Regions from separate parts of the Mus musculus genome. Here regions 1, 2, 3, 5 and 6 are each linked to region 4. Evidence: chromatin contacts called from public Hi-C and HiChIP or PLAC-seq data. All regions are on one chromosome and are shown on one strand. Each heading gives the region's core, a stretch centred on a gene start, on an enhancer-like site or on the middle of the called end of the contact. The rest is flanking DNA. Distances are from core to core; before and after follow the strand shown.

The links. A called contact is a pair of places that touch in the nucleus more often than the background predicts. HiChIP or PLAC-seq counts read pairs in DNA pulled down with a chosen protein or histone mark.
Region 1: a contact with region 4 is called in an H3K27ac HiChIP or PLAC-seq map of the NIH/3T3 cell line, with 8 times the contacts expected there. The contact joins the enhancer-like site here to the promoter of Slit2 in region 4. A contact is called at or near these places in 6 of 39 promoter capture datasets (the 3T3-L1 cell line, 3T3-L1-derived adipocytes, frontonasal cranial neural crest and 2 more), 4 of 484 Hi-C or Micro-C datasets (cerebral cortex, cortical neurons and embryonic fibroblasts), 3 of 115 datasets of contacts at active chromatin or transcription factors (the NIH/3T3 cell line, forebrain and neural tube) and 1 of 9 other capture datasets (adipose tissue).
Region 2: an H3K4me3 HiChIP or PLAC-seq map of craniofacial prominence shows a contact between it and region 4, with 3 times the contacts expected there. The contact joins the enhancer-like site here to the promoter of Slit2 in region 4. A contact is called at or near these places in 3 of 39 promoter capture datasets (the 3T3-L1 cell line and 3T3-L1-derived adipocytes), 1 of 484 Hi-C or Micro-C datasets (nephron progenitors), 2 of 115 datasets of contacts at active chromatin or transcription factors (craniofacial prominence and embryonic stem cells) and 3 of 9 other capture datasets (adipose tissue, liver and pancreatic islet).
Region 3: a contact with region 4 is called in an HNF4G HiChIP or PLAC-seq map of pancreatic cancer cells. The contact joins the enhancer-like site here to the promoter of Slit2 in region 4. A contact is called at or near these places in 9 of 39 promoter capture datasets (the 3T3-L1 cell line, 3T3-L1-derived adipocytes, the SN4741 cell line and 5 more), 4 of 484 Hi-C or Micro-C datasets (adipose-derived mesenchymal stem cells, embryonic fibroblasts, nephron progenitors and 1 more), 8 of 115 datasets of contacts at active chromatin or transcription factors (the NIH/3T3 cell line, craniofacial prominence, embryonic forebrain and 4 more) and 4 of 9 other capture datasets (adipose tissue, embryonic stem cells, liver and 1 more).
Region 5: a contact with region 4 is called in a Hi-C map of the N1E-115 cell line, with 6 times the contacts expected there. The contact joins the enhancer-like site here to the promoter of Slit2 in region 4. A contact is called at or near these places in 7 of 39 promoter capture datasets (the 3T3-L1 cell line, cranial neural crest, embryonic stem cells and 2 more), 14 of 484 Hi-C or Micro-C datasets (the C2C12 cell line, the N1E-115 cell line, adipose-derived mesenchymal stem cells and 5 more), 8 of 115 datasets of contacts at active chromatin or transcription factors (astrocytes, embryonic hindbrain, embryonic stem cells and 3 more) and 1 of 9 other capture datasets (adipose tissue).
Region 6: an H3K4me3 HiChIP or PLAC-seq map of neural tube shows a contact between it and region 4, with 3 times the contacts expected there. The contact joins the promoter of Pacrgl here to the promoter of Slit2 in region 4. A contact is called at or near these places in 3 of 39 promoter capture datasets (cranial neural crest, embryonic stem cells and liver), 2 of 484 Hi-C or Micro-C datasets (both in embryonic stem cells), 1 of 115 datasets of contacts at active chromatin or transcription factors (neural tube) and 1 of 9 other capture datasets (adipose tissue).

What each region holds. Positions count from the first base shown.
Region 1 is chr5:47,520,476-47,524,657 of GRCm38.p6, reverse strand. No RefSeq gene overlaps it. Among named protein-coding and RNA genes, the nearest start is that of Slit2, 460 kb to the left of the region's middle. Within about 2 kb of position 2,292, at least 16 of the 459 cell types and tissues checked have an H3K27ac peak or open chromatin away from gene starts, as enhancers often do. A contact at or near this core is called in the NIH/3T3 cell line, cortical neurons and hippocampal neurons, where this site is marked.
Region 2 is chr5:47,685,332-47,689,741 of GRCm38.p6, reverse strand. No RefSeq gene overlaps it. Among named protein-coding and RNA genes, the nearest start is that of Slit2, 300 kb to the left of the region's middle. Within about 2 kb of position 2,176, at least 10 of the 459 cell types and tissues checked have an H3K27ac peak or open chromatin away from gene starts, as enhancers often do. A contact at or near this core is called in craniofacial prominence, where this site is marked.
Region 3 is chr5:47,470,268-47,474,246 of GRCm38.p6, reverse strand. No RefSeq gene overlaps it. Among named protein-coding and RNA genes, the nearest start is that of Slit2, 510 kb to the left of the region's middle. Within about 2 kb of position 2,021, at least 43 of the 459 cell types and tissues checked have an H3K27ac peak or open chromatin away from gene starts, as enhancers often do. A contact at or near this core is called in the NIH/3T3 cell line, the SN4741 cell line, adipose-derived mesenchymal stem cells and 3 more, where this site is marked.
Region 4 is chr5:47,981,030-47,985,385 of GRCm38.p6, reverse strand. It overlaps Slit2 (slit guidance ligand 2), which reads right to left and starts at 2,231. Exons shown (of 36, transcript NM_178804.5): 1 at 168-2,231. The coding sequence starts at 346.
Region 5 is chr5:48,343,139-48,347,334 of GRCm38.p6, reverse strand. No RefSeq gene overlaps it. Among named protein-coding and RNA genes, the nearest start is that of Pacrgl, 27 kb to the left of the region's middle. Within about 2 kb of position 1,749, at least 19 of the 459 cell types and tissues checked have an H3K27ac peak or open chromatin away from gene starts, as enhancers often do. A contact at or near this core is called in the N1E-115 cell line and hippocampal neurons, where this site is marked.
Region 6 is chr5:48,370,474-48,374,997 of GRCm38.p6, reverse strand. It overlaps Pacrgl (PARK2 co-regulated-like), which reads right to left and starts at 2,606. Exons shown (of 9, transcript NM_025755.3): 1 at 2,503-2,606; 2 at 751-818; 3 at 460-614. The coding sequence starts at 802.

The DNA.
Region 1 (4,182 bases), core at 1,043-3,542, 460 kb after region 4:
GTAATTCTATATGTATATCTTATCTAAGGTATATCCTCACTAGTTAGACTATCACAAAACATTTCCTGACAGTTTTGGAGAAAGTAATGACTATCATATTTATAACCTTAACCATGTTATGATCAGTGTGTGGGGTGTGTGTGTTTGTGTGTGTATGTATGTATGTATGTATGTATGTATGTATGTATGTATGTATGTTAATCTTAGCAGATGTGGAGTCTTTTTAATTTACCAAGGTTTGATTACAGACTTATATCTGAAGAGAAAATGCCAGAGACGTATTTTGGATTTCTAAGATTGCAAAATGTTCCAGAAGCTGCTGTCCATTATTTATGGGTAGATTTTGTCAAAGCCAATCACAAATTTGATATTGTAAGGAAGGGGCTGTCAGGAAATTTGTGAAGCAGTAAGAATGTTACATTATACCCCTTCAGTATCAATTCATGAAAAAGGAAGTCATGACAGTTGAACTAACTAGGCAATAGAGGTAGATCCTGATATGAGATCCTGAAGAATATGCAAGAACCAGATGAGTATTTGTGAATACATGATCAGTGTCTTATTTTCCAAGAAGCCAGAGCACGGAAGTTTATAGAAGCACTGATTTATGTCTCATGAAGTTTAGAAACATGTGATTATATACTTGGTGCCTTTTATCTTACAATGAGTGGAAAGTAGAATTTGAAGAAAATTCTAGTAGATATCCCTAGTTTTATAGTGTTATATTGGTTATAGTTTTGAATATCTCATCTTGAAGAAAATTCTAGTAGATACCCCTAGTTTTATAGTGTTATATTGGTTATAGTTTTGAATATCTCATCTTCTATCTATCTATCTATCTATCTATCTATCTATCTATCTATCTTCTATCTCTTCCTCCCTCCATTATTTTTTGGTATCTCTCACTAAACTATACACTAAAATATGAGCCCAAATGGGATCCTAGAGAATTTATACTATGTAATTACACAGAATATTGGGAAATGCTGTCATTTCCTTTTTGCATATTCATTAAGTTTACTTTAACACATTCATCTCCACAACAATCCTTAGAAATGACCCCATTAATCCTTTTTTAGATTTTAAAAAAAACATGTGAGTATTTGGTAATTCCCTAAAGAGCTGAGATTATTCTGTTCTTGTCTGTATTTTACACTTAGGTTTTATTGGTTATAATTTAACCCTGGTCACTAGGACTTTCAGCAATGGCAGTATTATTTCTTCTTTATCTATTATCTATACAGTAATATATCTACAAGGTATGTGGTACTGTTGAGGATAGTTGCTCATGGGAAAGTTTTATTCATGTTCATTTAAGGTCAAAATAGATATATGTAATCCATTTGTTTCTGCATTTTTCTCAAAATAGAACTTTAAAAAGAGAAGAATTTGTACTGTCTTTATAACTTGAAGGACTCCAGCTCATCTTCACATGTCAGAGATGGTAGTGGTGGCTTCCTAGGATGAAGCTGTACAGCAGGTTTCTGTTGCATGATAATGGGATCAGAAACATCAGACAGAAGAGCAGTAATCATAAGCCTTATACATGGGGCCTTAAGTCTGCCAATGAGGCCTCGCTTCATAGGCAAATGATTTTACAACCTACTTAAGCAGAGCTACCATCTAGAGCTTGACAACTTATACACAGGGGTCTGTGGAAGACATTTTTCATTCGAGCCTTCACAAATCATCTATGTGGCTTCTGTATTTGACAGCAAAAATCCTGGTTTCTGTGTAGATCCACTGATCTTCTTCAGCAAAGATTCTGTCTGTGAAGCAGTTGCTCTAGCTTTCAGCAGGAGCTTTCATTCTTCACACACTTAGAAATAAGAATACACGTAAGCCTTTAGATTCAGAACAATGTCTAATGGGAACTGCCAAAGCTGCCACCCCCTTGCCTCTGTGAAAACAGTATACAGTGTATGTTCAAAGACTTAAATAGCTCCTTAAGACACTTGGTCCCTCCCCTCTGATGGGAACTAGCCAACTCTACCTTATTATGTCCTGAGATTTGTAAAAGACAGTGTTTGAATAATATGACCACATGAGTAAAGAAAGATACAAAGAGAGAAGTGAAAAATAATTTGAAATGCACTGGGAGTCATGAAGGGTTTACATTTTCTATCAGCACTTCAAGTCACTGAGGATGTAACTGGAAGCCTTTAGGGAGCATCCTCAATCTCTACTTGTCATCTCTGAACTGGAACAGACACTGGGTCAGCCTACTTCAGAACCTTTGCTGAGTTTTTGTTGACCACAGATGAAGTGCTGCATGAGAAAGGAATGTGTGAGCCGCGATGTGCTACAAAAGTGTGGATTATTATTCATTTGTTGCCACAGCAACTGCAGGGCATCTCTGTGGCAACAGAACAGCTACTGAAAAGCAGTGATTTTTTTAAAGTATTGTTAGAATTGAAATACATAATACTTTCGCACCCTGAAACCCTGGTACTGATATTTCTCACATGTTCTCTGCACTTCTATCAAAGATGTGTTACATATCCATATCAGCGAATTTCAAAATACAGAAACACATAAAAACACTGCTGTCCTGCAATATGTCCTTTTAATGTTCAGTCAGTTTAATGTCTGTAAATATATTATATAGGGAGATAGAACATCTATTTTCCAAAACATATTACGTGTTCTCTTTTTAATTCATTTTCTCATGAGTAGTATAAATGTTTTGTTTAGTTTATTAAACAATTTTGCAAGTATTTTAGGAATTGCTAAATATACTATCATAGGAATATATAATGATATTTTAACAAAATACCTACATATTTTCTCTATTTACTATCATATCTGTGCCTGTCTGTCTGCCTATCTGTGTGGACATCTCTGTGCCTATTGTTTTTTCCTGTTTTTCTCGTACATTATTGAAACAATACTACAACAAAATCACTTTTTAAAATGTAAAAATCTTGCTCTCAAGTGATGCTATTTCTCCTGATCCTGAATGGAAGAAAAGAGATGATGTTTGAACCAAATGTTCAAAACTGAACTTTCAACTAGAGGGCTGTTGTAAATATCCATTTGACTAACAAGATACCAAATTCCTTCTGTGGGGATGATTTATTGCTTCACTCTCACTCTTACTATGTGGGGGGTTGATGTGAATTTATGTCTTTGTCCCAGTCTGTGTTCGCACATTTCAGATGGCCTTTATAACCACAGACTATTTGCATTGCAGTTATAGGTAAGGTTCAGAAATTGGAGCCGGGTAGTCTTCTGCCAGGCCCATCAGATGTAAGAAGATTGCCATGCATCATCTCAGGAAATATGCATCAAATAAACTCGGAGAGACCAAATTCTGCTGAGTACTCTACTGTAATATAAAACAATGCCTAAAAAAGTGGATCCCACTACAGGGAGGCTATGGAAATAGGATATTTTACAAACATAATAACTGGTATTTGATCCACGTACAAGAGTGTAGAAGGAAGAACAAAGGCAAAATCTAGATTAGATGCTTCTTTCTTAATGTAAACTTCTGTTGTCTAACATTCTACAGGGATAGAATTAAACAAGACCCACAGAAACATATGAAGGAGGAAGCAAAGACGGGGTCTTAGCTATGCATAAAAAGGTGAACTTATCTTACATGTATTTTTTATTGAAGTCTACATAAAATATATAGTATGTTTCCTTTAAGATATTGCCAGCTGCATGACTCATCACTTCCTATAGTTTCTCATGTGAACTGAACAATGGACTAGAGAGATCTGAAGACATTTGGAAGTGCTGCATCATGATGACTGGTATGGGAGGGACACATAGCTTAAAAGCATTTGCTATATATTTTTCTATTTAGTTATTTTATAATTATTACTTATATGCCCCCCCAGAAAACAAAGTCCTACACAAAAATCATTAAGCTAAGACTTAAATATAGATGTATTTGATACATTAATCAAAAAAACTTATAGAAAATCACATGCCTCCTCTATCCATGTGCTTTTATTGGAGATAAAGTTATCTCTGTATATCTGAGTCTATGAATCAAAACTAGATGTCCTAATCAGTTTCAGATCTGCATGTCAAATCTCTATTCCAAGCAAAATCAAGATGTTGAAAAGTCAAGAAATGTTCTCACTATGGGCTAAATTGTGTTCCACCAGAAGTCATATGTTGAAGTCTGAATTTGAATGCATTGATATTGGGACTTCAGGGCATTGCAGA
Region 2 (4,410 bases), core at 927-3,426, 300 kb after region 4:
AGTATAACTAAGAATATAATTTTTCTTAGATCATTGTCAAAATTGATTTAATATGTATTTATTAGGCATTTACCATAGGCTTCTCTTCATCCATGGTCGTGACTTTTCATGAGCCTCCCTCCAGTGTTCCTGACAGATGCTGTGAAGTCTTTTTGGTTACTCTTCCCAGGTCGATGATTATTCCCAGTACTCAGTCTTCTGTGAATATTTTTTCTTCCACCATCATTTTGCATGTTGGAGCATGTGGGTATAAGAATGGTATGACAACCTGGCACTCACATTTTCTTGAGCAACAAACACACCCTTTTCATAACAATGCACCTCAAAGCCTGTTGGCACCTGTATCATCCTGTAGATTCAGCCCACTTCAAACAATGGAAATACGTTGTTCCCCTAACAGCTTCCCTAGAATGCCCCATGTGTATTCAAACTTGTTCCCAGGCATGTCTAGAACTGGACGGTATGATCCCTATCTCCCGTAGACTGGTGCTAGATGCACACACATTAGGACAAATCTGTGTGCTTTGAGTAAGCGTTAAGGGAGTATCACTTGTCATCTTATGAATATGTATGATTGGGATACATATTAAGAAAACCAAATGCAACATGGGACAGATCATGCACAATACAAAAATAAATCTCACAAAATGCAAGTTTGTGAGTCAAAGTAGACAATGACCCAATTGGTGTCCTTTGCATCCACCTCTTCCTTCTTTTGGGTCCCATGTAAGCAAATACACAGGGCAATAGGATCTTTGAATACTATCTAATTCCATGTCCTCCTTTCCATTTTAGCAGTGTGTCTGATACTTGTAAGTTTACTTTGTTTGTAATAAAACTTCTTTGTGCTTTTTTTTTCAGTGTGTATTTTCCCAATTTTTTGAATATGAGCCCAAGAACCTGGACTCACCCAATTCAATCAATTGTCTCCAGTAACAACCTCAAAACCTAAGTCCTAGTAAAATTATAGCCTTCCAGAAAAATTGTATTCCAATTTTCATCGTGGTCATTTGTGGCTATCATTGATATTTCTCCCCCCCCCTCTTAATTTTTCTCACGCTGTTATAATACCTGACAGAAATGGATTAAAGAAGAAGGCATCTGTTATGGAACATCTCAAGCTTATTCCTCTTTCTATGCTGAATTTTTGTTCTATATTTGCAAGCAAATTATTAAAAGGGTTGAGGGTAAGTTAAAATAATGCACACCTTATATTTGTTCCCTGCTGCATAATGTCTGATGGGGAGAGACTGAATCAGATTTCAAGCTCCATTTTGCTTTGATAGGGTATTCTTGTTCACCACCCAACTAGCATAATCATAAGTAAAGACCTGATCTTTGGAAGTCAATTCACTCTGTGAATAAAACCAGAAGATGGTTTCATCTCACTGGCTATCAGAATACAGTAAGTACACCTCACACAATGCTGAGTGAAACAGGCAGGTTGCCATTAAGAACCTCTTTTAGAAATGGGTAAGATTTTCCAATGGGAATATATGTATATATATATATATATATATATATATATATATATATATATATATACATATATATATATATACATATATATGTATATATATATATATGTGTGTGTGTGTGTGTGTGTGTGTGTGTGTATATGTATGTGTGTGTGTTTGTGTGTGTGTATATATTTCATATTTGTATAATTGTAGGCATAAGAGTCAAAATTTAAGTGACATTTATGACTTGGACATTTTATTTATTTATTTAATTTTTGCCAGTGATAAATGGTAAAATTTCTATCAGGACTTATTTTGCTTTGGCTACACTCACTGAGTTGCTAGCACAATCCTAGTTGTTTGAATGGCAATCTGCCCATCATAATATTTTTCTATCCTTCTCATAGTATGGTTCCAAATTAGTACACTTTATGAATGGTTGAATATTTCTACATATTTTGTGATTGTGAGCATGACTATATGTGTTCATATTTATATGCAGATATATGAATCTTGACATGATCTTATATGAATACAAGTCTGGGGTTATTAATACTTTACAGATGGAGGACAACACAACACAACACAATAGGGCAAGATATTACTCTTCTCCACCTTGGAGGTTTCCTAAGACTTCTAGGTCGTCTAGTCACAACAGTAGTCTCAGCAATTTCCCAGCTTTTTAGCAGCACCAGTAGTTTTCCATGTGAGTCACCTCAGTCTCTAGAGTAAAGTAACAAGGGAAAGGCTGTGTCTTCAAAGGTTTTTAAGAGTACCACATTCTCAGCAGAGCCTGGTTAATAAGTCTAGAGAAATTCTAGCACCGAGGTAGATGGAACTGGCTGTAAGATGCTACTCTTTCTGCTTTGCAGTTTGTGACTGCCCACACCAAGACTTGGGGGAAATGGCCTGGCAAAAAATCCTTGCTTAACACATTCCAGAGAACTGCTTAGAGGGATTGTGAGGACAAAAGGCCTGGGAAATTTTGAGTATAATTTCTCATGTTAAATAGAACAAGAAAAGAAAGAGAGCACACGCCTTCAAGCAAGCTACTCAATAATTAAAGCCGAATGAGAATTTCATTCATGCATTGAAAAAATATTTGTTAATTGTCTGTTTTGTGCCCAGCCCTCAATTAGACACAGAAAAGTACACACACAGTCAGTTCTTCTATAGCTGAATTTGTAGCATAAGAAATTTAAGAAGTCCCATAGCTCCAGGGGGAGAGAAAGCAAGTAGTGGAGTAGGGAAAGGGAAACTGAAAAGAACCAAGACCACAAGCTGGGGAACCATGTGAAGTCAGAATGAAGCATAGGACAGCACCCTGGGACTGGGGGAAGGTAGTGGCTTGAGGGAGGAAGCAAGGTTATCAGCATAGTTGAAAATGAATAAGCAAAGGCTGTGTGGTTGGGCTAAGGCTAGTGTCTGTCTGATGTGGCCTGGAGGAGATGCAGAACTTTCTCATTTGTAAATGAGAACCATTTTGCAGCTATTTCCTGTAATTATCCATCAGCCTTGGGACCTGCTGTGGAGTGTGATTCAAACAAGCTGCTTAAGTGACATCCCTGTCCACCCTCCCTTCCCTTCCCTCCCTTCCTTTCCCCTTCTCTTCCTTCTTATGTCCTCTCCCCTCCTCTCCCCTCCCCTCCCCTTCCCCTTCCCCTCCCCTCCTCTCCCCTCCCTTCCCATTCCCCCTCCCCATCCCCCTCCCCTTCCCCTTCTTCCTTCCCCTTCCCCTTCCCCTTCTTCCTTCCCCTTCCCCTTCCCTCCCCTCCCCTCCTCTTCTCTCCCTCTCCTCTCCTCTCCTCTCCTCTCCTCTCCTCTCCTCTCCTCTCCTCTCCTCTCCTCTCCTCTCCTCTCCTCTCCTCTCCTCTCCTCTCCTCTTCTCTTCTCTTCTCTTCTCTTCCTCTCCTGGGAACAAGAGAATAGCAGGTAAATACCTGCAAACTGATTTTCCTGCTTCACTTTTGGGTTATTCTGTGTCCAGCTGGATCTATATGGAACCAGAAAAAAAAATCATCATTTGTTTTCCTCATCATCTAGACAGGGCTCTCCTTGCCCCGGTTGTTCTTTTACTGCTCTTCTGCGATGGGAAAGCTTATCTAGATTTGACTCCTTCACAGCAATATGATGAAGTCTTTCACTAAGGAAGTATCCAGAACCTAGACAGGTCACAATCCTGAGCAGCTGTCCAGGGAGCCTAAGCATGAGCAATATCACAGTCAGCTAATGGATGGATCACAGGGCTCCCAATGGAGGAGCTAGAGAAAGTACCCAAGGAGCAAAAGGGATCTGCAACCCTATAGGTGGAACAACATTATGAACTAACCAGTACCCCGGAGCTCTTGACTCTAGCTGCATATGTATCAAAAGATGGCCTAGTCGGCCATCACTGGAAAGAGAGGCCCATTGGACATGCAAACTGTATATGCCCCAGTACAGGGGAACGCCAGGGCCAAAAAGGGGGAGTGGGTGGGTAGGGGAGTGGGGGTGGGTGGGTATGGGGGACTTTTGGTATAGCATTGGAAATGTAAATGAGCTAAATACCTAATAAAAAATGGAAAAAAAGAGAAATATTTGTAAATAATATCCATTAGACCACTAAAAAAAAAAACAAAAAAACAAACAAACAAACAAAAGAATCTGCTAGACATCAGTGTTTGAAAAAATATCCAAGTGCAAGACTGGATAGACCACACCATTAACACCTGGAATGATGGGTGCAGGTATGGGTTTTAGGGTTACCATTTCATCCTAGGGCAATATTTCATGTAAGGGCATACATTGAACAGACCTGCTTATCTCTGACCTAGGTTCAGTTTATAAAAACAGACCTGTGTGATCAGTCAAAACTCTTTTATTGGTAAAATGATCATTTCACAATTCCCAGAGTCTCTCATACTCTATTTCTAAGCCTGAATTGAAAATCTAGCAGAGTGCTTTTTAAAAT
Region 3 (3,979 bases), core at 772-3,271, 510 kb after region 4:
GATGAGCAATTTTAATCAGAGAATTCGATATTTTAATTCAGGTATTATTTGCAAAAGGCTATAAAGGAGGTGATTGAATTTCATAGAATTCTTCTAAATTTAACGTAAGCTCTGCAGTTTAAAACACAGACTAGGACAGTCAAGGCACAGCACTCTTCTTCAACTCTGGACTTTGCTTTTCTCTTTCCTCTCAATGTATGGAAGATACTGGTGATGCGATGTGACTTTAAAATAATTTAGAAAATAACCAGAACCAAAATGCGAGTGCATTAGTTTTTATTCCTTATACTTTTCTACAAAACCCACAAGTCTAAGTGTTATTATGTCTCTTTAGGACAGAACTGAAGGTGGCTGAGAACAATAGGGTTTAGATTTGCTAAGAAAACCTGGTTCAGGGGGCACAAGCAACCTGTACCTGCTCTCAGGGTATTAAATGGAAGATGTTTGAGGTCAGATCTTTGTGTCTCCAAAATTCATTCTCTTGCTCCAAAAACCTCCAGGTTCCTTCTTTACCACCTCCATGGGGATATACAAGTCAGTCATGTCTGTGACAAAGGACATAGACAATCTGTGGTGAGCTCTTTTCCAAGAAATATTTGGGTAGAGGAAGATTCGCTTTTCTCCAGGCATGACTGGTCTTTGACAACTTGTGGAACTGAATTTTATAAAATAGCCTATTAAGTTTCACTTTCATATATTTACATAGTTAGGACAAAGTCTCATTTGGGAGTCCTGACAATGAGTATGTAGATCCGTCTCCCATGTAAATTCCATTCTCATGTGTTTGTCTTTCTCTCCTAGCTTCTTTGAAAATACCCTTATCCAGTGACTGCTGTGGGGAAGTTCCATGAATGAGGGAAAAATCCTGCCTCCTTTAGCTTATTGTGTGGAGACAACACAGACAAGTTAATTAATATGTTAAAATATGGATGCCTTCACATTTTAATTTGAATATCCAAGACTATAGCAAGTTGAACTGATCCATCATTATTGTATGTAAAATACTCTGATACAAAATAAAGGTCGCAGTGCAGGGCAAGTCTGCTGCTCATACAATTTTAGGTAGATAGATTTGGAAAGAGAACATTAGCAGATCTTGCTCCACTTATGACAGGGGAAATGAGTGTAAAACACCTACTTTCCCCCCTGCTTTTATAGACAGATAAGGAGGAATGAATGGAAGGAAGAAGAAAGAGAAAATATGAAGAAATGGGAGAATGCATGTCCCAGATACTTCTGGTAGAGAAATTTCACATAACCAAATCCTGTCTTAAATGGCTTTTATGTTTTCTAACAAGAAAGGTAATGGACAGAGGGCAGACAGGTGCTAATGGACACAAAAGCATGACCAGTTTAAAACTCATGGATCTGTAAGAAGGTTGCACATACATTTCCTGGTAAGGATCCACTTCCCTTGGAGGTGTGTCTATCTTCTTATTTGAGGATTTGTGTAAGAAAGCCAGCCAATGGTTGCCAATCACTGCAGGTTACATAAATGAACTCATTCTCTGGATATACTCATGTTTCACATTGTTTTTCCTTTCCCTACTCCAAAAGTCCTCAGGATTTCTCATCCAATTCTTTGCCTTGGCTATGTTTATTCTTGTACTTCCTCTTTGGTGTGTGTCCAAACCTCAGGCTAACTTAGAAGAGGCCACACTGTTTAGATATTATTCATTTCTTGAAGTGACTCAGGGATGAAAGTGCCTTTTCTCTGTCGGAAGTGGTAGGAGAATAACATTTGATCCAGGGCTCGAACTATTGAAGGTTACTGGAGCATTGCAGAAAACTGAGTGTGTGTAAGCCCTCCTCATTTGAGCAAAGTGGAAGTGATCTCGTGCCTGCAAGAAAATCATCTCACTCCCCTGTTCTCTGTTACCCGATCTTGTTCTATTTTTCCCTTGGTGTATTGAGATTGAGTATTGAATTTGTTGAGCACGACTCCTCAAACACAATGAACCTCTCTCCTGCAATGTGTTAATGCTTCCAAAGCAGCCACGTCAGAGCAATATCAAATGTCATTACATAGTACATGAAGTGTCAGGGAAACAGTGGGATGACCTCACCGCTCATACACAGAAGGGTCCTGGATTAGATGGCAGTTTAATTCTCACATGTGGCTGAGATTAGAGTACTTTTGTGCCCTCCTGAATGCACACATATGTTGCTTGGTAACAGAATTATGGAGGTCATAGTCATTATAGCATGGTTTTCTTCCACATGTTGTGCACTACAAATCTTTAAAATTATTCATTTTTTCCAATTTTCAGTACATTTATTCATTTTCTCAAAGATTTTCTTACCTATAGTTGATTCTAGTTCAAAAAAATAAAGCATAGTGATTTCAGGCAACATAAACCAGCTGATATGATGCCTTCAACATACATACAGTAGAAGTCTTCCAGGTTTGTGTTCATTCAGAGATGATGCACCTAACCCTCAAGAGACTGGAGGCCCTAGGGGGTTTAGAGGTCAGGTGGGGTGGGGGGTGGGGACATCCACGTGGAAACAGGAGGTTGTGGGGTGAGGTATGGGATGTGGAACAGACAGAGGGTGAATTGGAGAGGGAATAAAATATGAAGTGTAAATATAAATTAATTAAAATTTAAAATGACAGTTATAAAATAAATAAATTCTTAAAAATTAAAAAAGCATAATGATTTCTGTTCTGGTCAACATTTAATCATCCTATTCAAAAGGGCACGTTGAGAACAAGTGAAAAAACGCATCTCTAGATACTACACTTAAGTCATCATCCAAAAGAGCCACATTTATTTTTCTAGTAAGGTAATGGACTAAATCCACAGCTCTTCAGGACCTGAGAAGTGGGAACTAAAGATTTCCTTATCTGTCTCACATGGCAAGCATTTAACAGATCAGCTGGCTAAATGTCCTACCCCATCCTGCACGCGTCCTTCCAAAATGCCAAGTAGATTTGTGTAGGTATAGTTGTTGCAAAGCTCCTATTTAAAGTTAGCATCTGAATATGTTCACATTATTGACCAGTATTTCCTGCCTATAACTGACATAAACACCCAGTTACACAATCAAATTCTGTTATCCAGCCAGCTTCTCAGTTTGTGAACAATGAATAAGATGAATTGCACTTTGGTGTGAGCTTGCTCTTATACCATTTCCCCAGTTACCACCTCTCACCTGGCATTAATTTGGAGCCCACTTCCTCAAAATGTGGAATATTTTGCTTTTTGTCCTCAATGTTTTTTTCAAGATATTACACATGCAGAGTACATTGTCTCATATTTTTTGTGAAAAGCGTTTTTATAATGTTTATGCAAAGAATGTGACTCATATTTTCCATCATCTAACATTTCAACAAATATGTGTACTTAGTATATGCAATTAAAAAATACTTACTTCCTTTGCATTGGTAAGCAAGGAGATTGGTAGACTGTACAGAGTGAAACACTCATCTCACATCTATCCCTACAGAACTTAACGTCTGGTTCCAAGTTTTCCTGGGTGACGTTAAGCCATTTTATTTTCCAAGCTCTGTAAATATTTCAAATAATGAAACTCACTCCCAGAACCCGACTGTGAGCATTTGACTATTTAAGCTGCAGAAAGTACTGAGCAATCAATGATAAAAAGATGCCTGTTGTAGTGTCCTGCATGACAACATTCTCTGGCATCAGCAACAATGTTTCATTCTTCAAATTTGCAATTTGCAGTGTCTAAACTAGTGTCTAAACTAGTATTATAACCTTGGAACACAAAGAAACAAGACACATGTTTTGAAACCTATCACCAGTCTTTCCTTAATCCAGACCTCAATATGTCTTCCTCTCTGCAGACAGAATATATTTTACGAGATATCATACTGGGTAAAGCACAAGAGAAAGATCTTCTTAACTCAAAATGGTCATATCCCATGATGAAGGCGGTAGTACTCACTACAGTGCTCCCTGGAATAAGTGATAGTTCTGACACTTGAATGCTTTTTTATATCTGCTGGTCAGTA
Region 4 (4,356 bases), core at 982-3,481:
CCCTTTCCACAGGGCCCAACCCCTGGATCCGCGTGCTGAAGAGCCTCTGAGGGCTGCACCAGAAACAGGTTTCTACCGCACGTGGACTTTCCAGGCTGGACGCTTGAGGAGGTGCTGCCTCAATAGGGAGTGAGGAGAATCAGGGAGGGCAAAGTACCCATACTCACAGTCTCTCGGTGTTGCGGGGGATATTCCTGGGCACACTGCGCAGTGCCAGCCCATGACAGTCCACCGTGCTGCCTGAACAGGAGCACTGGGCCGGGCACGCCTGCGGCGCCACCTTGTTCAAGATCGACAACACTAACCCCAGCGATAGGGACAGTGTCTGCCAGCCAATGCCACTCATCTTCCCTAATAGACTCCTTGCTTTGAAGGACTTCTCTTGAGCTTTCGGTTGTGTAAAAACCGGGCAGTGTCCGAGGCCCAGTGCCTGGCGCTGGGCTTGCAGCCCACAGCACCCGGGGAGATGCTCACACAGTAATCTGGAACAGTGATATGGGGCAGGAGAGCTGACAGAAGCACAGGTCTTTCCTCTGCTCTTCAAGCCTTTCTAGCAGAGCAGAAGATCCGTGGGCAACTTCAAGTTCTGAATATCAATAGGCCCGACTCAGGCTGGGAGTAGACCCCGGAGCAGCTGTGAGGACAGTGCGCGACTTCAACTTGGCGGTAAAAGAGCTCCTACTTGCAGTGTCCGCGAAGATGCAGAGGCTGGTTGCTTGAGGACAAGGGAGGACTTCTGATCCCACGAACCCTCTAGCAAATCCGATTCCAGTGGAAAGAGTACAAGGCTGAGGAGGGAACTTAAACAGTAATGGTGGCCCTGATCAAAGTGGATTCCCCCGAAGCTAGAAGGCGCAAGGGCCTGGCAGGTCCAAAGCAGAGCCCTCGGAGAGACTGGTCATGGCGCGCGTGGGGGCGCACCGGGTATTCAGACAGCCTTGGGGGTGCCGGGCGGTGATGCGGGGCTCAGGGCTCAGCTCCCGGGGCCTCTCCACTCCTGCGGCACAGCAGCAGCCTCAACCGTCTTCTCCACTTCCCGACAGCCAAGGATGGCTTGCACACACACATGCACTTCACTGGAGGATATCTTGGCAATCCCGCCTCCCTCCCGGCGTCCTTGGCGACGCTCTGCACCAGGGCCTGCCCCTGAGGTCACACAGAGAGACAAAAGGGCAGTCGGACTGCTGCAGCCTTGCAGGAATATCCACTAGTCCTCACTCCTGCAGTGGGGAAAAATCCAGTAAGCCAAGTTGAGTAGGAAAGGTCCTCTAGCTTGGGCAAGATTTGCAGATAGGCGAGCCCAGAAGAGCAAAGCAAAGACTAGGTGTCCGCGATGCCAGTGCTGCTACTGTGCCCTGATGGATGACTACTAGGTAGAAGGCAGAAAGATGGGGATCTGCTACCCTGGCAGACCCCAGGCGACAACCGAATGGCAGTAGAGTGTGCGCGCTCTTGTCAGCCACTCTGGTCTCCGGGATACGCCGCAGCTCCGCAGCACACACCTGACGGCACAGGTAGAAGAAACAACAGCCAACAGCGACGTCCTGCTGTATGCAGCCTCTCAGCCACCCCTCGGGCAGCCCCTACAAGTGGGTCCTCAGCCTCAAAGTGCAGGAAGTTTCCCCAGGCGTTGGATCCGGTCACCCACTGTCACGGGAGGAGTCCAGCCGCAGACGTTGAGATGCCGCTTAGCCCCGGACGTTGCACCTGACTCGGCGACCACAGACTAGGCAGCGCTTGGCTTCCAGCCCCTTCCCCTCTCAGGGAGGCTTTCGGCACTCGCGGTTCCCGGGAGGAAAGTGGAGAGAGAGGGAAGGCGGAGACTGAGCAGGGACTGGCGCTCCAGAGCCCCAGGCAAGTGTCTAAACAATAGGACGGACTCCGCAGCCTAAGTCTCGCCTGGCTGCTGGAAGGTGGGTTGTTGTTGTAACTGGAGTTGTCCGCTCTGGCTGCTGGGCGCTGAGCGCAGCCAAACAAAAAGACCCCAGTCCGCGCCTCTGGAGTCGCCTGTGGGCCCCCGGGACGTCCCCTTTTTCTCCTCAGTACTCCCGCAGCCTCAGGAAAGCTCGGCAGCTCCGGCCTGCGCCCTGAAGCCTGGGCGCTCCCATCCCTCGCCGCCGCCGCCGCCTCCTTCTCCTCCTTTTTTTAAACCACCGTCTGCGGCAGCCACAGCCGCCGCCTCCTCCAGCCTCCGCCGTCCAGGCGCTCCGTAAATAAATAAGCCCAAGTCCGAAGTTAAAGCGGCCGCCGGTCTTTATATAGCAGCCGGAGCCCCCGCCCTTGGCTCCGCCCCCGCAAGCCTCGCCCCGCCCCCTGGCCGCGCGCGGAAAGCCTGCACCTCGCCCGGGAGAGGTGAGGCCCAGGCTGGCAGCTCCGGCTGCAGACAGCGGCGCGCGTTCCCGTACGCCCCTGCTCGCGCCCAGACTCCTAGGATCCAGCAAACTTGGCCACCAGAAAGAAGAGCTCGGGTCTCCTCCACACAACTCCTTGGCCTCAGAGCTGACCAGAGCCCAGAAACCGAGGTTCCCAGCGGGAGAACGAGGAGAGGGGCAGCTTTGAGGACAGCTCATAAATAAATGGAGAAGGCAGAGCCTCTGTTGTAGCTTTTTGAGTCGCGATCCTAAAGGGGACCGCTCTGGGCTTGCAACACTGAAAGAGAGAAAGAGAGAGACAGCGAGATTATGATTTTAAAATTAAAACAAAAACAAAACAAAACAAGAAAACTCTACTGAAATAGATCTGCCTCCGTGAGCGCGCATTTTATCCCCCCCCCCCCCCCCACACACACACATTTTGTTTGGGTGGCTTCAAAGTTTAGAGTTGTAGCAAGTTGGGAGTAGTGTTTTCAACCTTCTCTCTGGCCTTCCCATCCCTAAGCCACCGTCTTCGGTTAACCCTTTCTTTATAATCACTTACTTAAAAAACGCCATGGTGAGGGATTTGGTTGCGTGGGCACTATACAAACTCACACAACTCCAAGGGTTTGGATAGGTCCCTACGGTTTTACTCTCTTAGCTGGCAAAGGGAAGAGGAAGTAAATCCTAGCGATGCCCATTATACTAGAAGGCTTTCCTTAATTCAGTGCCTAACTGGACACCCCACCCCCATCCCCACCTCACCCCTACCCCCATCCCCATCCCCACCCCTGCACTGTTTTGAAAATGAATTTCCTCCTTCCTTCTTGTCTCTTCAGTGTGATGTCTGGCAGTAGTCAGCATCTCTCAGCAGACACCAACGCCGCTATAGGTTTGAAATAACAACTAAATGAGTCAGCTTCTTCCCTTGCTTTTAATTTCCTCATCTTCTTTGCCTGTAGTCACGTTCTACTTTGTGCCAGCCCCTACCATAAAGTCAGTTTTACAGTAAAGTATCATTCGTATAAAATATCTGACAAACCTTGACCGCGAAGTCGGCCCAGTTCTCTTTAGCATTTTTTGGCATTTAACAAGCTACCTGTAACTTAATAGGTTTCCTGATCAGTGTTTTATTTCATAAATATGAACCGTGAAATCCCTCCAACATCTTTATTTTTGCCTATTTAAAAAATTTTTTTTCAGGATATCTTTCTCAGGTCATTTTGCCTGCCACTGAGATCCAAAAGCCCTTCAGAAGATATTGTCAAAGACAGGCTGTCCCCTCATAAAGTAGATTGGAACTCTTGGTATTATTCATTTGAATGCCATTTATTTGTATGGCACCATTCTTAAAAAGACTTCAGAACATTTGACATTCATGCATTCATTTGTCCTTCTAGATTTTTGCTTAAAGGTCTGTTATATAACTAACTTCCTTGAAAAGAAAAGAGACACCATAGTCACGTCTCCTTATGACTTGAAACACAGAACACATGTCTGTTGCAAAACAAATCGTCACTGATGAAGGATTCCCCCAACTAGTGAATTTTCTTTATAATAATAAAGTATGTAATTTAGGCATGGTTTTTACATGCACTAACTCATTTGCTGTCTCAACTTTGACATGTCATTGGTAACATGATAAGTTTATCCACTACACGTGGTTTATTGTTTTATGTGCATTTTAATTGCAGAAATCTACATTCAAAATATTCATAAATAATACCACTGCAATTAGATGCAACAACATTCAGGTTTGAGTCTCTCTCTGTCTCTTTCTGTGTGTGTGTGTGTCTGTGTGTGTGTCTGTGTGTGTGTGTTTCTGTGTGTGTGTGTGTGTGTGTGTGTCTGTGTGTGTGTGTCTGTGTGTGTGTGTGTCTGTGTGTGTGTGTGTCTGTGTGTGTGTGTCTGTGTGTGTGTGTCTGTGTGTCTGTGTGTGTGTGTTAATATCCTTTCTGCATAAAATCAAGAGGAGATTACCATTCACACAAAATGTGCCTAT
Region 5 (4,196 bases), core at 500-2,999, 360 kb before region 4:
TTCTTTTCCCAAATCCTTCTTCTTTTCTTCTGTGAACTTTTTGATGTGATGATCATTTCACTGGCTCAAAGTCATTGAACTTCCTGCATTCAGATGTTTGGTCAAGCATTATTCTGGATGTTTCTATGAGGACGTTTCAGCGAAGTTTACAATCAATAGGTACAGGAAAGAAATGTAGACCTTCTTATTGTGGGTGGGACTTGCACAATTAGCTGAAGTGCTTAAAGGAAGAGAGAAATGAGTTTCCACAGAGCAATAAGAACTTCTGAAGCTGAGAGTCACACTCTGAATGCAGAGACATATTCTGCATTGTTAGTTCTTCCTTGGGCTCTCTCTCTCTCTCCCCCCTGTCTCTCTCTGTCTCTCTCTCTCTTCTGTCTTTATCTCTGTCTTTCTGTCTCTGTCTTTCTGTCTCTGTCTTTCTGTCTCTGTCACTGTCTCTCTCTCTCTGTCTTGTCTCTCTGTCTCTGTCTCTCTGTCTGTCCCCTTCTTTCCCTCTCATTTAACTCCCCTTCCCTCTATCCCTTCCTCCCTTTTTACTGTTTCTGAGACAAGAGACTTAACTACATTGCCTAGGTTAACCTTGATGACCTAGGCTCAAGAGATCCTTATGCCTTAACTTCCTAAGTAGATGAAACACAACTGTGAAACACACACATCACAAATACCCATGGTGGGGCCTGTGGCAGGCAGCACCAATGTCCTATGAAAAAGTTCTTCCGTGATTCTATCCTCCACCATTCTTTTACAGTTTTTAAGTAATTAAGAATATTTTATTTGCATTGATGGGTACTTTTCCTGCATAAGTGAGGGTGTCTGATCCCCCAAAACTAGAGTTGCAGACAGTTGTGAGCTGTCATGTGGGTGCTGCAATTTGAACCTGGGTCCTCCGGAAGAACAGCCAGAGCTCTTAACCACTGAACCATTTCCCCACTCACCACCCCACAATCCACTTTTAATGCCAGACTATCTGCAACATTAATTCCTACTTGGAGGCAGGAACAGACTTTAATCTTTGACCCTTATGAGAATCTAAAGAGCCCAGTGCTAGGTATAAGTTAAGCCATTTAAAGAAGACAGAATGAAGGAAAATGATGAAGTTTGCTCCATCAGTGTTATGCATACATTTGCTACCTACAGTGAATAAAGTTAGTTACAACCTTATTGTCTTCACTAAAATGATAGCCCAGCACTTTGTAAAGAAAGCAATTCTTGTTTTTATCCCTTTGTTCTATGTGGATTTCACTTGACATGATTGAGACATGACTGAATAGGACACTTGAAATAAATTTAATTATAATTGATTTACTCACATTTTATTATTTTGTTTGAGATTTTTTTCAAGAATTAAGACTTCAAAACTGGGTAGATAAAACACACAGAGACTTGTATTTCTCCTTTTGGTCAAAAAGGAAAGGGATGATTCAAACCCTTAGTCAAATTTTCTAATGGCCACTAGATGGCACTAAATAACTAGTTCTCATACTTCTGCCTGCAGCATTCCTGCTTTAACTGGTTTCCATTGTCAGCTGGCAAATTGCAGAAAAGAAAAATATAAAAGCTATTTGCTGGAGATTTTGAACAAGATAGAGGTTTCATTAGCGGGGAACAGAACACATTTTGTAATTCAATTGCTAGCAAAATGATCGTCTTTATTGTTATATATTTGTACAGTTTAAAAGCAGGAAATAGGATCAGCACAGAAACACATAGGAAAATGTGGTAAGGCTAAATGCAGTAGGCACTAGCTGGGAATGTTTATCTTGACCAAAGAGGGAGGGCAGGCAAATGAGTAGGAGATAAAATGTCTGCTGAGACATTTTGAAAGATACTTTTAACCTCATATAATAGACTGCTTGTTCTTATATCATACCTGGGCTCAAGAATACCAGTAGGGCTTAGATTCCAGGAAAAGTGCTTTCTGCTTTAGATTTTTTTCTTTCTTTTTTTTAATTGAAGTTAAAGAGAGCGTGTTCCACTAAGAACGTTTGTTTGAAGACCCAGCAGTTGAATTTGATCACTAGTTGGCACTGTGGGCTACATTAAATATTAGATTCTTGAACACTCAGTTTCTGTTTGTCATAGTCTTTCAGTGTTGCAAGTTAGAGCAATACGGGCAATCACTTGATCTATGAATAGCAGCATGCTATTGTTTTTTAAAGTTTAGAGGCAGAATTCTGACATCAAAACACATCAGGTAGAATCTTGGGTCAGCAGACAAGAATATAAACTGGTCCAAAGAATCAGTGTAGGCCTTATCTTCTAAAGCCCTACAGAGAGGAGTGTTAAAGCCCACAAGTACTGAGCAACGTGTTCTTAGGCATTGAAAACTTGTTCAAACAAAGGAAGGATTTGTTAGTATTGAATCAAGTATTTTTCCAAAGTGAAAAGTGCTAACTAGTGATTCAAATTTAAGAGCATAAAAAAATAAGATTCATCTATGCTTTTGTAGATAAGTTACAAAAATCATTAACAATCAGAGTGAGTGAGCATAATGGCCTGGTCCAGTCAGTCCCTATTGGGTCACTTGAAGCCTCCCTGCGCTCTGATAATCCAGGGAGTTCACGTTCAGGCTTTAGGAGACGCCAGTGTTTCAGAGCATTTTGAGCAATAGAATCTTCAGTTCACAACTTTCACCTATCCAGGGGATTTGACCTAGAGCCTCAGAGAGCTCAACACAGACCACAGGAGCTACCCACTCCAGGATTTGTTCTTCTTTTTAAGTCAATACCTCCCAGTCTTCTTTGCCTTTGCAGTGATGGCCCGCTATCCCCTCCGGGAGATAACTCTGGAGGGAAATAAGCGAGCAGCGTGAGGTTTAGTGTGATGGCTGCCACTCTTCAGGACCATTCTCCCTCCAGGTAGTAATGAGGAAAGAGTTTTACAGGACATTTAGCGATGGCACCTGGGGAGTCTGAAAGGGTTAATTTCTCTCTTTAGACAGTTCTTCTCTTCTCGGAGCCACTTCTAGGAGGAAATCTCTTTTCTTCAGGAAAAGATGAAGCTGAGGGCTGTAGCCAGGAGGTGAGGGAAAGGTGCACGGCTAAAGCTGTTAAAAGCCAGACAAAAAAAATAAGATTCCAAAGCCCTCAATAAATCAAAGGTAAAGCCTTTTAAACATAGTGATATGTGGCAGATGGCACATAGAAGAATCAATATTCTGAGTTCTTTAGGGAGAGAACTTAATTCATTCAATGCTCGTGTAGCATCTGATACAGAGATTTGTACATAGTTAGCATCTACAAAATATTTGTTGAACTGTAGTGAGTTGGGCACAAACATACACACACACACATCTATACACCCAGGAAATCAGATACACACATATTGAGACAGTTGCTCACGCTCCCATTTAGTCAGATGACAGCTATCCTTGCTTAATTTCCAGGCCCGTTTTGTTCATCTCTCATCTCAAGGGTTTAACCTTGAGTTTGGATTAAATAAGTGAATAATGATACTTAAGGTTAAGTATTTTTGACGGTGTAAGGAAAATGACAGGCTACTTCCGCTTCAAAGGACCTTTCTGTAGGGTGAACAACTCTTTCCAAGTGGCCATTCTCAGAACAGCCTGACCAAGATATCCCCTGAAGTTGAGAACTTCATGAACTCATGAAGAGCGCCAGCTTTTGTGTGCTTGATTTAAAACACCTGATACAACTGTCTCCTGAGAGGCTCTGCCAGATCCTGACCAATATAGAAGCAGATGCTCTCAGCCAACCACTGGACTGAGCATAGGGGCACCAGTGGAGGAGTTAGGGGAAGGACTTAAGGAGCTGAAGGGGCCTAATCTGGCATCAATGGGAGGGGAGACCCTTGGTCTTGTGAAAGCTTGTTGCCCCAGTATAGAGGAATGCTAAGGAGGGGAGGTAGGAGTGGGTAGGTGGGTGGGGGAGAATCCTCATAGAAGCAGGGTAAGGGGGTGGGGGGGAGTAGGGGGTTTGAAGAGGGAAAACCAGGAAAGGGGATAATATTTGAAATGCAAACAAACAAAATATCCAATTAAAAAAAAACAACTCAGTTTGTCAGTTTGAATTCTTCCTTCACCAAAGTGCTTCGTGACATCCCTGTGCTCTGGCTGTTTTTTTTTCATTGGCCTTCATACATTGTTTGACCTGATGCTGCCTGGGAGAGGCATTTATGCTTGCTTCCTCGGCAAATCGTCATCTCTTGAAATGCTCCATGATATTCTCGTGAGT
Region 6 (4,524 bases), core at 1,357-3,856, 390 kb before region 4:
GGCCTGCCTGCCAAGTACAGATATAGAGGTCAGAGGATCTGTGTAACTTCTCCAAACTGGCTTTATGATTCTATTAAACAGAGGATTACAGTATGGCTTCTGGTAGACCAAATTTGCAGAACATAAAAAATGTTTAAGAGTTTTATATGAGCACAGGATGAATTGAATGAGCCACTCCATGGCGGCTGAATGCAAGTTACTAGGCTGACATCCGAAAGTAGCATAGAACAAAAAGCTGACGTTCGATTTACAACATAACAAAATTAACATAGCCAGCTAAAATCTAGCAGAAAGGCAACCTAAGAGAGCATTCACAATGGCTAAACTGGAATCAGCTAAATGCCTATTCCTATAAAATGTACTTCTTTATGTACTGATTTAAAATATACTGTAAAGTATAAAATATAATGTCCTTTTATAAGAAGTAGACAATGTACTGCCTGAGGAAACTGCACTCACAGGGTTAATGGTTTTAGGGTTGAGCTTATCACTTGGCCGAGGACGAGCCCTTCTTGCAGCCTCTGGAGAACTGGTTAATGAGGAGGATTTGCTCCGCTGAACCGTAGTCCTGTGTTTCATTTGTGTGCTTGAGGATGTACGTTGATCATTACTACCTAAAACGAAACTAGCAGAACATCAGTACAAAAGAGGGAATGCAACAGAAACTGATCCTGCATCCACACGGAACACAGACTGCACTGTGAACTAACAAGCCTGGGGTCTCCCTTTGCAAAAAGGAAACCTCTGTACCTGTCGCTCTGTTTCTCAACTGCACACCTCCAGAGCACTCTGATCTCTGCATAGCTTCTCCTTCACCCCTGCAGTTAAAGAAAACAATTTCAGAATCTGTTGATCTTCCAAAAATGAATACAGTTATATACAGATGTGGGTGTGGAGGCCCAAGGTTACCATCTTTTTCAATAGCTCCCTTCCTATGTATTGGGACAGGATCTCTCACTGAGCCCAGAGCTCCCCTTATTGGCTAATATGGCCGGTCAGCTTGTGCCAGGAATCCCCTTGTCAGTGTCTCACATGTGCTGGGATGACAGGCAAATCACCACCTAGGCTCTTAACCGATGCTGTGTGATCAGATTCCTTACCAGCTGAGCCATCTCGTTGGCCCTACTTTCTATTTTAAATCAGTTTCAAAGCCACTGAATCTCTTCACTTGAAACGCTTTTAAACATCCTAGAAAACAGAGCTTCCATTAAGCATTCGAGGTAGTTTGCATCATGTGTCTGTACACATGAACATTACTGTCAGCAAGTGACTGTAGTCATGGAGACCAGAGGCTGACACTGGCTGTCTTCTGCTATTGCTCTCAATCATTTTGGGAACCAGGATATCTCACTGAGCCTAGGGGTTCAACTCAGTTGGTCTGCAAGCCTCTAGGATCTTTCCAAAATACTAAATGTTTGCTTTTTAATCAGAGTCCCATTACATAGAATTTGCTATGTAGCCCAGAGTGGCCTTGAGCTTAGAGCGATCTACCTGCCTATGTCTCTGGAGTTCAGGAGCCCTTAAAGGCATGTGACAGCATATCTGGCAAAAATAATCTTTAACTGCTAAACATATCACTCTTTACTTTAAAAGACAACACAAGTATATTTGGTTTAAAACAATAATATCCACCTGAGTGAATATTATTCCATCACTGACAAGCATGGCCTCATATATTTTATGGAAAAGGCTTACTTCCTCCTTAGACTACTTTGGTCTTTAAATGACTTGAAGTAGGTAGTTCGGTATAGCAGTGACTAAAGGAAATAAAAAGGTGAAAAACACGCTGCTATAAATGCTACCAAGTCACCCCTCATTTCTTCCCTAGAGTTCCACATAGACAAACCAGAAACCCACTTAATGTGGAAGGCTTACATTATGTCACAATGTCAGAGGCGTAAACAACAAACACAACACAGCTTTCATTGGCGTCTCTGCCTACAAGGGGCTGGCGGCACCTGTATATGCTAGGAAATCCATACTATCTTTGCTTTACACATACCAAATTTCAGTAGCCACTAGTGTTAAGATCAGGGCACTGATCGCCAACTTTCTTCTATTCTCTAATTAGAAACCTAGAAAGTTCCAAAAGTTCCAAAAAGTTTTTTTAAAAGTCGCTCAGCTAACGAAGCTGTTGCCCAACTGCAAAGGCGCTTCCAACTGTAACAGCCAAACTCATCCTCTTGTTTAGCATGAGGTAAAATCTGCTTTCCATCTTTCAATCACCCCATCACCATATCAACCCACTTCGCAGCACCTAAGTTCAATTTAGCTCCAGGGTGTTATTAATTACTAAAAACGAGGAAGTGCATAGACACCGTTGGGGGTTGGGGGGGGGGGTGGATAGATACGCGCGGATTCCAGCTACAGAGAACTCAAGCCAAGTTCCCGGAGCCACTGTGCTCTAGGGACCTTAGCAACAAGCTCCGGCGGCTCCAGCCACCGGAAGCCGGCGTGAGAGAGCCCCACACCGAGGCTCCGGCCTCTGGTGCCCGCTCCTACCGCCTCTCCCGCCGCCACCGGCGCTCGCCGCCGCCCTCGTGGGGCTCCCCTCCGGCTCTCCGCACCAAAGCCCTCTGCTACAGCTGCAGGCAGCGGTGATTCAGGAAACCAACTTCAAGTAGCATAGACATCCGGCGCCGCACAGTGACGTCATACGCGCGCCGCTAATGCTAGTCCAATTATAGGGAGACTATAGCGACGCTCAGGAGGTTGCCTGGCAACTGGGGGGCGTTCCAATGGTCACTGTCCATAAGGCTCACCTGTGGACCTTCTCAGGTGACAACAGAGCCCTGGGAAGACCTTAAAGGAAGTTTACGTTTTAGTTTTCGGAGAAAAGACGCTGATTCGCTCTAGTTCTCCGGTCCTGCATCTCTCCAGTCTACGTGCTTAACTCATAGCTTCTCAGGACTATTTAATGTCCTCCAACATGATTGACTGCCTTAGGTCCTGACAGCCATGGGCTTCTTTTAGCTTCCTGTCAGGCTAATTCCTTTCCTTACCATTTCATATGCTCTTAACATTCAACTGCAGAATGCTCTAATTTTATAGTATATAATTATAACATAATTTTAATTTTACAATACTCTAATCTTATAGCTACAAACATTATTTTGTCCTTCATTACTTTCAAGAAATTGGTGTTGGGGCGGGGGGGGGGGTGTGTTCCTTTGCAATTCCATCAGCAATAATTTCGGTAATATCTGTTAAATGATCAAATTCTTTTAGACCTTTCTACTTCACTCTTCTCTAGAAATCTCTTTGTTAAGCCTAAAGTCTTAGCTATTTCCTCAAGTGTGGGGTAGAAGTTTCATGTTTTATTTCAGACCTTAGACCATGTATGATACACAAAATTTTCCAGTTCTTTATTTTAAAAAAATGACCACAAATTATGTAAACCTCCCTTAATTCTAAATAAGACTTTTCTGCTTTATGTTTTTGGTTTATAAAAACCTTGTCAGGGCATCATTCAAAAGTGATGAGTGCTTTCTGGGCCATCCTAGTTTGAGGAGCTTCTAGGAAATCCACGTGAGACTGACTAGAAGGCAGCTGGATAGACCAGATAGAGGTTTGGAAAGAGGTCTAAACCGAGGTGTGGATTTTAGGACCAAAAGCATGTGGGTGATGATAACCAGGAACATGAGGTGAGGTGCAAGTGTTTCTAGAACACTAGAGTGTATGAGAAGCCCCTTCTCGTCTTATTTTAGATATAAGGGAATACTTTATTTTATATAAGAAAATAAAGGGATGAGGTAGGGGTGCCATGTGTATCTACCAATATGGAAAAAAATCTGAAACCACAGAATAGTGTAAGTTCTTTTTGCTGCCACAGACCCACTCTGAAATTTTTAGCTCTGTCTGAGGGTCATTGGTGTGAACCATATCAACTTGCTCTTTATTTTTGGCTTTTATTTGGATTTACTTAGTGAAGAATATTAATAAAAGATTGGGAATTATTGGAGAGTAAAATATTGATTTTTCTACTTTCTTGATCACTGTTCTGCTGTTGTGAAGAGACAACATGACCAAGACATCTCTTATCCAAAAAAAAAAAAAAAGCATTTAATTGGGGACTTGCTTACAGTTTCATTATCATCCATTATCATCATTGAAGGTAGCACACGAGCATGCAAGACACTGGAACATAGTTTAGTGGTTCATCGTGATCCACAGGCTGGAGCAAGAAATATTGGGCCAGGTATGGGTTTTTAAAAGGCTCAAAGTCCAATCCTTAGTTATACACTTCCTCTAACAAGGCCACATCTCCTAATTCTTCTAATACTACTGAAGAGTTCCACTCCCTGGTTACTAAACATTCAAATAAAGGAGCCTGTGATTCGGGCATTCTCATTCAACTTCATTTTGTAATTCTTTTTGCTGCTTCAGACTCACTCTGTCATTTTTAGTACTGTTTGCTCTTGGAAAGCTTGTTGGTATGAATCTTATCAACTGGCTGTTAATTTTTGACTTTTGTTTGAATTTAGCTATTGGAAAATATAAATAAATATTTGGATATTGTAAGTG